Regions from separate parts of the Zea mays genome. Here region 2 is linked to region 1. The links are chromatin contacts, called in public Hi-C maps. All regions are on one chromosome and are shown on one strand. Each heading gives the region's core, a stretch centred on a gene start, on an enhancer-like site or on the middle of the called end of the contact. The rest is flanking DNA. Distances are from core to core; before and after follow the strand shown.

Region 1 (6,080 bases), core at 2,680-5,179:
TGTTTTTTCTCTTCTGCCTTCGAATGGGATAGCAATAGTCAGGGTAGACAAACCCAATTGCATCGAATACCCGATTCAGCCTCTTCTTTTTTCGGCCTCCGAAGGCTGCTGACATCGCAGTATCTTCGGCCTTCGAGTAAGCCCCAAGCAGCTCATCACTTAAATTTTCAATGCTTTTTAACCAGTCATCATCTGGCTCAACAAATTTATCTCCGAACTTGAAGGTGTACTTCAGTCTGACAAGTCCACCTTCGTCGGCCTTTTTTATGATTTCTTGCGGCATTTCCCATTTCTCCGCGAGCGGCCATACCCGGAAGGCAATATGCTCTTGTACTAAATCTCTCGTTCCAATAAAAGAACAGATAACGCCGAAGGCCCTCTGGCATTCTTCGGCAGCTTCATTCATTTCAACCTTCGGCCTCCGAAGGCCGAAGCTTTGCCAAATAGGGCGCATAATTATACCTTTGATATCTTCTCGTTCTGACAGGTCATTCTTCACATAAAACCATTATGTCATCCAGTTGCCGGGCCATCTCTTCCGAAAGGTTGGCACGGGACAGCTTGACCCGGAGCGAGAAACGAAACTGTAGCAGCCAAAATTATTATGATACTGTTCCTTACCCCAAGGTTTTGTTTCGTAGGATAATTCGTGTATATTGTAGAAGCTTTTTGCATCAGGCTTCAGACCTTGGCTTCTCACGGCCCACACGAAGGTATTCAGCCTTATAATTGCCTCGAGGGTAAGTTGGTGAAGATAGACTTCGAAGATTTTCAACACCTCCACGACGAAGTTGCTCAAGGGAAATCGCAGCCCAGCTTTCAAAAAGCTCCGGTACACTACGACTTCATTCTCTTCAGGGTGTGGACAAGTCTTCTCCCCTTCGTCGGCCCTCACAATGGACAAATCCCGGAAATACCTCCCTCTCATGTTGACAAGATGATTCTCTTTGATAGTTGATTTACCATAAACTGAGTGGCTTGGTCGCCAGGGACGATCTTCGGAGTCTTCACCACCGCTGTCCACATCATAACTATCACTATCACCAGTATCCTCAGACAAACCTTCTAGAATCTCCTTGGTGATTTTTTCCGTGTTGGTCTTCGACATCGCTATAAGAAACCCCAAGTTTTTCTCTTCGTCAAGACTCAGCTTCGTCTCAGCAGCAGCCTTCTTATCTCCAGACATCTTCGGAAACACTAAAAAACTGTTTTCAAAGCCGAAGCTTCAAAACTAAAAGCTCACAAATTCTTAGTGCACAAAAGCTAAAAATCGAGTGAGCGAGAGCAGATGACAAGAGAGCGTGCCAAATGAGTTTGCGGTATGACCGTATTTATACGCCCAGTGCGCTGAAAATTGAAAGACCCCGCTTGTCAGTGAATGTTGCTATTCTAGCAAAGGGAAGGTGTTTTTTCGGACCTTCGGCGTAAAGCCTTCGTCCATATCGCAATTTAAATTTATTGTTTTAAACAAATTAATATTGCGAGGGGCTACTGTTGGGGGCCTTCGGCTTACGAAGGTCCTCAAAAACAGGATTTAACAGTATTTCTGGAGTTTAATGTGTGAACAGGTATCTTCGGACTCAAATCGGTATCACAGCAGACCAGAATAATACGAAGGTTGATACAGCGCCGAAGGTGTGAGCAGGAAAGCTTCGGCATGATAGCAACAAAATGAAACCGACTTAAAGATGAAAAGGCTATTCAGACCTCGATAGATTACAATAGAATTATTATCAAATGTAAAGGGCATGAATGTAATTTTGCATAGGCTGTGACCTGTGCCTATAAATAGGTGAACAGTACCCCCGTACTGGGGGGGCTGATTGGGCATTCACTTTTGCGTCACGCTTGTACTTTCATCTCCTTCAAGTTGAAGCATTTGAGAACAAGTCCCCAACAGGATGGCTTCCCGGGATCCAGCATCCTGCGCAACTCATCGACAACGGCCTGCAGACACACAACAGAGAAATCAGCCCTCCATCGGGCTCCATTTCCTGTGGCTCATCCACACCTGACAGGCTGACACTGCTAAAAAGCAGGGTCCCAAAACAATGCTAGAGAGTCCTAGCGATTAGCGTGGACTGTAACGATGGCGGTTAGCGGTCACGGCGGTCGATCAGTGCTCCAGCCAGGTCCCGAGTCGACTCGGCGGCGGCTAGACCTTGTAGATGATGAGGAAGCAAGGGAGCACGCCGCGGCTGTCGAGGACCACCAGCTCGTCGTCGCCCATGTCCATGGAGTCGTACGCAGAAGGCGGAGAGCATTGCGTAGAGGCCGGCAATGGCGTAGGACACGACGAGGCCAGGCCCCGCGTAGAGGCGGGCGGCGCGGCCTGTGGTCACGAACATGCTGGCGCCCACCATGTCGCCGAGCCCGAGCCCCACCAGGTCCCACCAGGCTGCGCGCATGGCGGCGGGGGTTGGGGCGGGACGCGGGTGGTTGTTGGGGGGCATGGCTGCGCGCATGGCCGGGTGCCCGTGGCGGCGGGTGCGGCTGCGAGAGCGAGAGCGAGAGCGAGGCAATCGGACGGTCGAGATGGAGGCGGGGGTATGGTTGTGCCTAGTCTACACTATTGCCTTAAGGATTAGTAGAGATTTTGGACATGCCAAATACTTGCTATAAACAAGTGTTTGATTTTGCTATTCACAATTATTACCGCATCTGCTAAAAGGCATGCCTGTACGGGGGCTCATCATTGGCTGCCAAAAGGCAGCAGGGTAGGGCAGCCCCGTCGGTAGGGAACTTCTAGGAATCTGGTTGGCAGGGATCCCTGGGCCCTGTCTACCAAAGGAGGCCCGCCTTAGGCTCTGTTTGTTTTGTGTCAATTCATAGGGATTGAGGGGGATTAAATCCCCTATAAGTCAAAATCCTCTCCAATCCCTTCCAATCCCCTTCAATCCCTATGATTTTGGGATCAAACGAACATGGCCTTAGGGTTCGTTTGGGAGCCTTAAATCCGGCGAGGTTTCTGGCCAAAACACGGGTTGCCCAGCTCCTCGGTGTGGAAACACCGGTGTGGCTACGCCTGCATTTGGAAGCCCGGGGAATGTCTAACCTGGTTCGGGCTAGTTTTGGCGGGGAGAAAAAATACGCCTATGAAGGCCGGGCACGCCCGTCTCCCGAGTCCCGACTCAAACTCTTCAGTCTTTGCATCTGCTTACCTCTCTTTCTCCATTCAGAAAATATATTTTCCATTCTAAGAATAATAAATAATTGCAGTATGAAACTAGTTGTAATACTGTGAAGTAGCTGCTAAAATCACCGGTTCGTTTGCAGGTTTGGAGCTTTATCTTTGATGTGTTTTCAAAGCTCTGCTCGTCCTCTACCAAAACATTGAGATGTGTGTTGTTCACGATTGACTAATTGATTTCTCTGATGCCCAATTTGATCAGAAATTCTTGTGGTGCCGTGCAAGTCCAGAGTTTCCTATTCATTTGATTCCCGTGCATTTCCAGCTAGCCGGAAGTATCTTTGTAGATTGATGTGGTACTAGTACTAGACTAGTAGCACGATCTGTCGTAATGCTGAATAATCCATAAGCCAATGCTTTTCTTGGTGTGCTGAATAATCCACTGATGGCAGCCTGTGCTAGAATGACAGGTTTGACCTATGGGGCAGCGAGTGTCAGCATCAGCTACTTGTCCACACACACACATCTTGGATTTGTTTGGTGCATCGAATCTCCAAATTTGATGGTCATGCTATTAGCCTATGTTTCTACATACGACAGCTTCATCAGTGGTCCAGATTATTCCTCCTTTCCCATCTAATAAATTTGACAACTGACAAGAGCAGCATCTGAGTTGGAGGGATAGAAAAATCTCAGCATCTGCGCCATTTTCTACTACTTATCCTTGGGGTTGAACTGTCTAACGGTTCTACCATTGTGCTATCTCCTTTGTTTGTCTTCTCCACAACCATATATACACCAACTTGCCAAGGAAGGCTTCATGGCCATGGCTTACCTCCCCGTTTTCGTCTTCCTGTTCATGGTTGTCTTATGCCAATCCGATGACAGGCTAACACCTGCAAAGCCACTCTTGCCCAACGAGGTGCTCATCTCAGGCGGTGGTGTCTTTGCTCTTGGCTTCTTCTCCCTGAAGAACTCTTCAAGGTCTTATGTCGGCATATGGTACAACAACATTCCCGAGCGCACATACGTGTGGATTGCCAACCGCGACAACCCAATTACCACCAATGTGCCTGGGAAGCTAGTTTTTACCAACAGTTCTGACCTTGTCTTGTTAGACTCCACAGGCCGCACCATCTGGACGACGACAAACAACTATACCGCAGGAGGAGGCGGTGAAACTGCTTCCATCCTGCTCGACTCGGGGAACTTGGTTATCCGGTTGCCAAATGGCACCGACATATGGGAGAGCTTCAGTTACCCGACTGACACAATTGTCCCCAATGTAAATTTTTCACTGAACGTAGCTTCCAGCGCTACGCTCCTTGTTGCCTGGAAGGGACCTGATGACCCATCCAGTAGTGATTTCTCCATGGGTGGCGACCCTAGCTCAGGTCTCCAGATTATCGTTTGGAATGGGACACAGCCATACTGGAGAAGAGCCGCATGGGGTGGTGAACTGGTGCACGGCATATTCCAAAACAACACAAGCTTCATGATGTACCAGACAGTTGTCGATACAGGAGACGGGTATTACATGCAATTGACTGTGCCTGATGGCTCACCTAGCATACGCTTAACTTTGGATTACACAGGCATGTCCACTTTCCGAAGATGGAACAACAACACGTCTTCGTGGAAAATCTTTAGCCAATTCCCCTATCCATCATGTGACAGGTATGCCTCTTGTGGCCCATTTGGCTACTGCGATGACACAGTACCTGTTCCTGCATGCAAGTGCCTTGATGGTTTTGAGCCCAATGGTCTTGATTCTTCCAAAGGATGTCGGAGAAAGGATGAGCTGAAATGTGGTGACGGAGATAGTTTCTTCACCTTGCCCAGCATGAAGACTCCTGACAAGTTCTTATACATCAAGAACAGAAGCCTTGACCAATGCGCTGCAGAGTGCAGGGACAACTGCTCATGCACAGCGTATGCTTATGCTAACCTGCAAAATGTTGACACCACGATTGACACGACAAGGTGCTTGGTCTCAATCATGCACAGCGTAATTGATGCTGCAGTGACACTTGCCTGTAATTGATGCTGCCTCAATCGGTCTCAATTCTAGGCAAAGACCATCCAATGTGTGGTGATAGATTTTTGACAGTGTTATTCTCTTTGTGGACTACATTTGTGCAGTTAGTAAGAATAAGAAGAGTACCACATTGAAGATTGTACTCCCGATTATGGCTGGTTTGATTCTTCTAATAACATGCACATGGCTTGTATTCAAGCCAAAAGGTAGGACACTACTTCATTTTTCAGAGTGCAGTGTTAATGAGGTACTCATAAAAACGAGACTGATATCAATGTGTCCGTTCCTGCCAGACAAACACAAAAGCAAGAAAAGTCAGTACACACTGCAACACTCGGATGCTTCCAACAGGTTTGAGAACGAAAATTTGGAATTTCCATCAATTGCCTTAGAAGACATCATCGTTGCGACAAACGACTTCTCTGATTTTAACATGCTTGGAAAAGGTGGATTCGGAAAAGTTTACAAGGTAAATAAAAGTTTTAGCTTGATAGTTTCAGTAGAAGAAATATTGTAGCACTTATCTGGATAAATCGACAAACGGTTTCCTCATCTAGGCAATGTTGGAAGGTGGCAAGGAAGTAGCTGTCAAAAGGCTCAGTAAAGGCTCTACACAGGGGGTCGAGGAATTTAGAAATGAAGTAGTTCTGATTGCTAAACTGCAGCACAGAAACTTAGTTAGACTTCTTGATTGCTGCATTCATAAAGATGAGAAGTTACTGATATATGAATACTTACCAAACAAAAGCTTGGACGCCTTCCTTTTTGGTACGTTCTGACTTCATTTCACATATTACGAAACAATTTTAGACTAACTGAAATTGTGACTCACAATACATTCATGAAGATGCTACAAGGAAATCTTTGCTTGATTGGCCATCCCGTTTCAAAATAATTAAAGGTGTAGCACGA
Region 2 (6,080 bases), core at 1,159-3,658, 250 kb after region 1:
ATCTATTAAGAACCTAATGTGGGCACCTGGTGCTACCACGGCTTCACCCTCACCACGTCTAGCGCCCGCGCAGCACGCGCAAAAAATAGTGCAGAACGAGCACTCAAACCCACGTCCCTTGCTCTAGAAATTTGGGGCTAACCACGAGACCACATGTATCTTAGTGTTTAAAAATAAACAATAATTATATTTACAGTCTAGGCGCCGCTCCACCCGCTTCTCCGTCTCGTGGCAACGCACGAGCATATACCTTCTCAATGTTCCCATCTTCTATATTGTTTGGTGCCTGGTGATTTCTTAACAATTTTAGCTGAAGTATAAGATAAAAATAAATATAGAATACTGATATCATGTGTTGTTGTTCTGTTACTCCGAAAATGAAAATGAAAATGTTGTTGTCATAACAAGAAGTAAATCGATCTCGTCTACCACATAGCTCTCGCGCTGGCGCGGCGCGCAACCGTCCATCATCGACACCCAGATCTCCCTGCTCACCGTTGATTCTATTCAGTGAAAGTAGTGAATTGTTCTACCCAAGTTATGGACACTTAGGTACCACATAGCTCTGTTCTTAGAAAATTTGGATTTTGTGTGCTTGAATCGATACTCTTTAATTGGTAGGATTTTGGGTTTTCCTCCTTTTGTGTGAGTAATATTGTTTCTTGTTCTATGTATTTAAGAAGCTCAATAGTTGTTGGTTAAGTTGTTTTATTTATTTCAACCTAAATTGTGTGAATCATTAAATTTGGATATTACTGCTGTAAGCTGATCCATTTTAACTGAAAACTCATTACTCCTAATTGAAGTTAAAACTGAGCATATGTAAATTTGGCCTTAGTGTTACACCCATTTGGGTTCAGTTTATAGGTGTAACCAAATGTATCTTCAGCAGTTCTAAAGGACCCAACATGTTACTAGAAAGAGGTGAATAAAAGGACTAGAGAGAGGTGAATAAAGCTAGTAGTTTTTTCTCATGCAGATCTTAGCTGGGTCTGCCCCTGGTTCCACAGCCATGGAATACCGCTCTATCAATTTGTGAAGATAATTTTGTGAATCACTTGAAGTTTCTACTGCTTGTATCGTACCTGAATGACTGGTTTCATTTTATTTAGTGGTGTCTTTGCGCCACCGGTGCTTTACCCATACCACTCTTGAATTGGTATATCTTTATTCTAATGTAATTTATTGCAACCTAGATTTAAATCATGTGAATCCTTGAATTTGGAGACTACCGCTGCAAGCTGATCCATTTTAGCCGAGAACTCATTACTCCTAATTGAAGTTAAAATTGAGTTATATAGTTCAAGGGATGACAAATTTTGATATTCTTAGATTGATTGCCTTGGGCGTGGATGTTTATTCGTTGTTACAACAATATAGACTATTGAGTATGCTTCCATTTTTTATAGGGTCCATAAGTTTGCACCACACAACCATTTGGTTTTATCTGTTGTCATTTGACCTCTGGTGGAAAGGAGTGAGATAAACTATGGAGGAATTCTGATGTTATGGATTTCCATTTAACTTCATCGTACTTGCAAGCCATGCAATATGCTATTGTTGTTATTGCCCTTTATAATCTGTGATTTTTTCTGGCTACAAAATTTTGATTGGTTTAGTCTTGAATTTGTTGTTATATAAATTTTTCTTGCATTGTAGTTCTTTTTTATTTTAAATTTATGCATTATTTCTACAAAGTTCTATGCTGACAAAGTCATCTTATTTGATGTACATCCTGCAATAGCTATTTCCATCCGTGAGCAGCTTGATGAGGGCTTCCCACCACTGTAGAGCCCACAGGAGCTAGGTGCGCCGACAGTGAATGCAGACCGCACGTGGCTTGTGCGACTCTCAGTCCCGGGCTATTTTGCAATGTATTGGTTATTTGCGAAAATAATATGAGGTATTTAGTGTATGTTTTCGTTTTTGTTGTAAACTAATATTTTAATGAATAATTTGTGTACCGTCGCAACGCACGAGTTTTGTGCTAGTAAAACAGCGCGGGTATTAGACTAGTAGTGTTTATATTTGCGTTGTTTCCCTTCCATGTCCGTGAAAAACGGTGACTATCGATTAATTTATTCTGGCTAGAATAGTAAGACTATCTCCAGCACCTTATATATCTTCATATCTATATTCAAATTTCACTATACGAATATTGTAGTCTACAATATATAATAGTGTAAAAAATCTGTCTAAATTTTTGGTAGACTACGGTCGAAAAACCACGTCATTACTCAGCTCATCATCAATTCCACTAGACAATTGTGCCTTTGCAATCCTCGTGCCCGAAAAACATCTTTCTGCTATCTTTCGCGTACAGTTTGTTGTGCTGTGGCGCCGGCCAGCAGCAAGGCCTGGTTTGGAGGGCGGTGGGCTGGGCTGGGCTGGGCTGGTGATCTCGGCTTGTGCGTGCGTGACTTAGGGCCTAGAGATGCAAAAAAAGAAGGGAAAAAAAATGATTCGTGACTCTCCCGAGGTGCGGTGCGGCCGCACCCCGCATGCCATTGCGGTATTGCCAACGTCGCTTCGCCCCTGAATCCCTCCGCTACCGCGCCTAGGGTTTTAGGCTTTTAGCACACACCGGCGGCGCTGCATACCAAGGGCTTCCCCTGCCCGCGCCGATGCCGCGCAAGCACGCGCCGGCGTTTACGCCGGAGGCAGCCTCCGCCTCTTCGTCAGGCGGGGCTGGCCAGCCGCATAACCTCCCCGTGCTTCAGGCGAAGATGAAGCGTGACCCGGAGGGCTACGAGGAGGAGCTCCGCCAGCTCCACCGCCACTTCGAGTCCTCGGTGTTCCTATTCCAGCAGCAGGCGGCGCTGGCTACAACCTCGTCCTCGGGAGGCGGCGGGGAGGTGGCCAAGGAGCTCGGGGACCTCGCCCTGTTCCTTGCCCACGTCGCGCCTTTCTACCCGGATGACCTCGCCGATTTGCCCGACCAGATTGGTGGCTTGCTCGACACCAACGCGCGTGGGCTGCCGCCGGGGCTCAGGTCTCACCTCGTGCAGGCGCTTGTATTGCTGGTGAATCGGAAGGTAAATAATTTTGGTCTTACTGCCGCTGATAGTTTTTCAATCAAAATCTCGGGGACATGTGAGTTATGTTTGTTTTGACAACGGGTAGCCATTTTGTCTTTTAATTGCAGCTTAGTATTGCAAATGCAAAATGGTTAATTTTTTGTGTGGAGTTTAGAATAGATATGATTGCGGTTGGCTTAGTGGAAGGATGCCAACAGATTAAGGAAATCGGTTTTACACTGAGTATGATTTTTTTAGAATTTTTCAAAACTACACGCTCATGTTCCTATTCTAGTATTTCAACATCAATAAATCATTGATTTTTTTATCAAATATGTGAGCTTCACTACATATCACTACACTTGGATATAGTGCTAGATAACTTTTGCTAGATCTGTATTACAATGAGTACCCTCTTTCAAGTAAGCATTGGGAATATATATATCTGAAACTAGTATTTTTGGGTATGGGTTATTAACTAGGTGCCAATAATTCACCTTTTCTTTGCACAATAACTGATTGAACTTACACATCCTGTGAACCATTGAAATCCAACCACTTGTTTTGCTAACCCCTCTTTCGTTTTAAAAATAAAAATCAGATTGTCGATCTTGAGGACACAATGGAGTTATTCATGGAGCTTCAAGTTATTGGAGATCGAGCTGTAAAAAAGCTAGCATTTTCGCATATTGTACACAGTATCAGGAGGATGAACCAGAAGCACAAGAATGAATCGACAAATCGTAAACTGCAAAACGTCCTTTTTAAATTCTTACAGGTCTGCAACATATTGTGAATGCATTAATCAGTGGTACCAGGTTTTAGCATATTGAAAAACAAATACAAATTTGTTTTCCCCTAGCTCATTTTGTACACCTGTTTGTCAGGCTGAAGAAGAGTCACGAGCAAAGAGAGCATTTACTATCCTTTGTGATCTTCACCGTCGGAGGGTCTGGTTTGATGAACGCACAACAAATGCAATATGTGATGCTTGTTTCCACCCTTCCTCTAGGTACATGCTGCAGAACATTTTAAAAAAAATCTATTCACAGCTCCCAGCCTAAAATGATTGTCATTACACGCAGGATTATGATAGCTGCTATTTCATTTCTTCTTGGATATGAAAATGCTCCACAAGAGGATGATAGCGACGCATCAAGCAGTGAAGATGAAGCAGATCAAAACCCACAAATTCTTCTCAGTAAACAGGACGTTTATAAGGTGCTTTAACTGTTTAATTGTGCCTTAATTGCCCATTTGTCATTTTTAGATATACTTGGTTTGCTTTGCTTTATTCCCTCTGATGCATCGTTTGCATTTTCTTGGTATATGAATTCTCAGGCAAATCACAAGGGTACGTCTGCTAGTAAAAAAAAGAAGAAAGCTAAATTACAGCGGGTCATTCGTAGCATGAAAAGACAACAGCGGAAATCTGTCGAGGAAACTGGTTCCAGTTTCTATTCACCCCTGACATATTTAAAAGATGCCCAGGTGAGATGGTGCCTCTAATAACTATGGAATGGCATATCCATTTCTTATCTATGGAACTCTATTATGCTAAAATGTTTATTTTTGTTTTTGGATGGCAGGGTTTTGCGGAGAAGCTTTTCTCTCGGTTGCAGAAATGCAATGAGCGATTTGAGGTCATACTCATTTTTTGTACACGCATAACGTTGCTAATGCCTTCTTTGACCTTCTCTTTGGCAAGAATCAAGCATTTAAGCTTCGAGAAAATCTTTTTCACTGCAGGTAAGGATGATGATGCTAAAAGTAATCGCGAGGACCATTGGGCTGCATCACTTGGTTTTGTTGAACTTCTACCCGTATCTTCAAAGATACGTTCAAGTATGTTATTTAAGATGGTATTTTTGTTTGTGTCGTCCTTTGAAACACCAACTAGTTTGGTAATACTAACTCATGTATAATTTTTGGTACATCCATGTGCAGCCTCATCAACGAGATGTGACGACTCTACTCGCTGCAGCAGTTCAGGCTTGCCATGATATGGTTGCGCGTCTTCAAAAGTTCATTGCTTTGCAACTATTGGTTCCACTTACATTACTTTTTTTCTGAATGCAAAATGTATGTGTAAATGTTAGGTACCTCCAGATGCTGTTGAACCACTGTTCAAGCAGATAGTAAATCAGTTTGTGCATGACCGTTCTCGTCCAGAGGTTTGCATGCCCCCTTTCAGCATACTATGTGTTGTTCCAGCTAACAAGACTGCATGAACATATATCTGACTTTACTTCTTTTAGGCTATTGCTGTTGGCTTAAATGTTGTGAGAGAGATCTGCATGAGAATACCTTTGGTAGGTACCTTAATGTTTGGATGGCTTAAACAATACTCTTGTCTGCAATGGTACTAGACAGATACCCTTAGGCACTGGAACTGAAATCTATTGCTTTTGTTAGCTGTGTTTCATATATGACATAAGCAGAGGGGATAATGACCATGTTTTCACTAATTATTCTTTTCTGTATTAATTACTGATAGACTGAAAAGGTTGCAATGTTGTGCTCCTAAGTCCTAACAGAATTAAACATGTAAATAGCTGAATTGGAATAAAGTTGTGAACGGTTTTAGTTTGTGGTTGTCTGCCATTATCGTCATTGTGGTGGATTTTTTTATTGGTGCTCTTGCTGATGCAAAACACACATGTAAACCTGAGATTTTTGTGCATTCTAGAATATCTGGTCAGATGTACAGTTTCTTTCTTCAACTTATCTTTATACTTCATCCACTATGGCAAACCTGCAGATGATGAATGAGGATCTGCTCCAAGACCTCGTTTTATACAAAAAGTCCCATGAGAAAGCTGTTTCCATTGCTGCTCGTTCGCTGATCACATTGTTCAGAGAGGTCAGATAATTTCTTACAAATTTTCCAATATTTTTTCTATATGTTGGAATCCCCTGTCGCTAAACCTCTGTTGATTGAAGTTCAGATCTGTCCTTCATTGTTAGTCAAGAAAGATCGTGGCCGTCCTGTGGATCCAAAGGCTCGGCCCAAAGCATTTGGAGAAGTCACTGTTGCTAGCAACGTTCCTGGTGCCGAGTTGC

The links. Hi-C and Micro-C count contacts between places; a contact is called where the count stands out from the background.
Region 2: a contact with region 1 is called in a Hi-C map of tassel, with 2.5 times the contacts expected there. The contact joins the promoter of LOC103645893 here to the promoter of LOC103648371 in region 1. A contact is called at or near these places in 2 of 25 Hi-C or Micro-C datasets (ear and tassel).

What each region holds. Positions count from the first base shown.
Region 1 is chr2:7,658,706-7,664,785 of Zm-B73-REFERENCE-NAM-5.0, forward strand. LOC103648371 (G-type lectin S-receptor-like serine/threonine-protein kinase B120) reads left to right here and starts at 3,930. Exons shown (of 7, transcript XM_035965160.1): 1 at 3,930-5,637; 2 at 5,726-5,936; 3 at 6,016-6,080. The coding sequence starts at 5,320.
Region 2 is chr2:7,910,281-7,916,360 of Zm-B73-REFERENCE-NAM-5.0, forward strand. It overlaps LOC103645893 (protein SDA1 homolog), which reads left to right and starts at 2,409. Exons shown (of 15, transcript XM_008670617.3): 1 at 2,409-3,035; 2 at 3,619-3,795; 3 at 3,905-4,029; 4 at 4,103-4,238; 5 at 4,359-4,508; 6 at 4,607-4,660; 7 at 4,767-4,862; 8 at 4,965-5,024; 9 at 5,117-5,191; 10 at 5,276-5,329; 11 at 5,779-5,880; 12 at 5,966-6,080. The coding sequence starts at 2,625.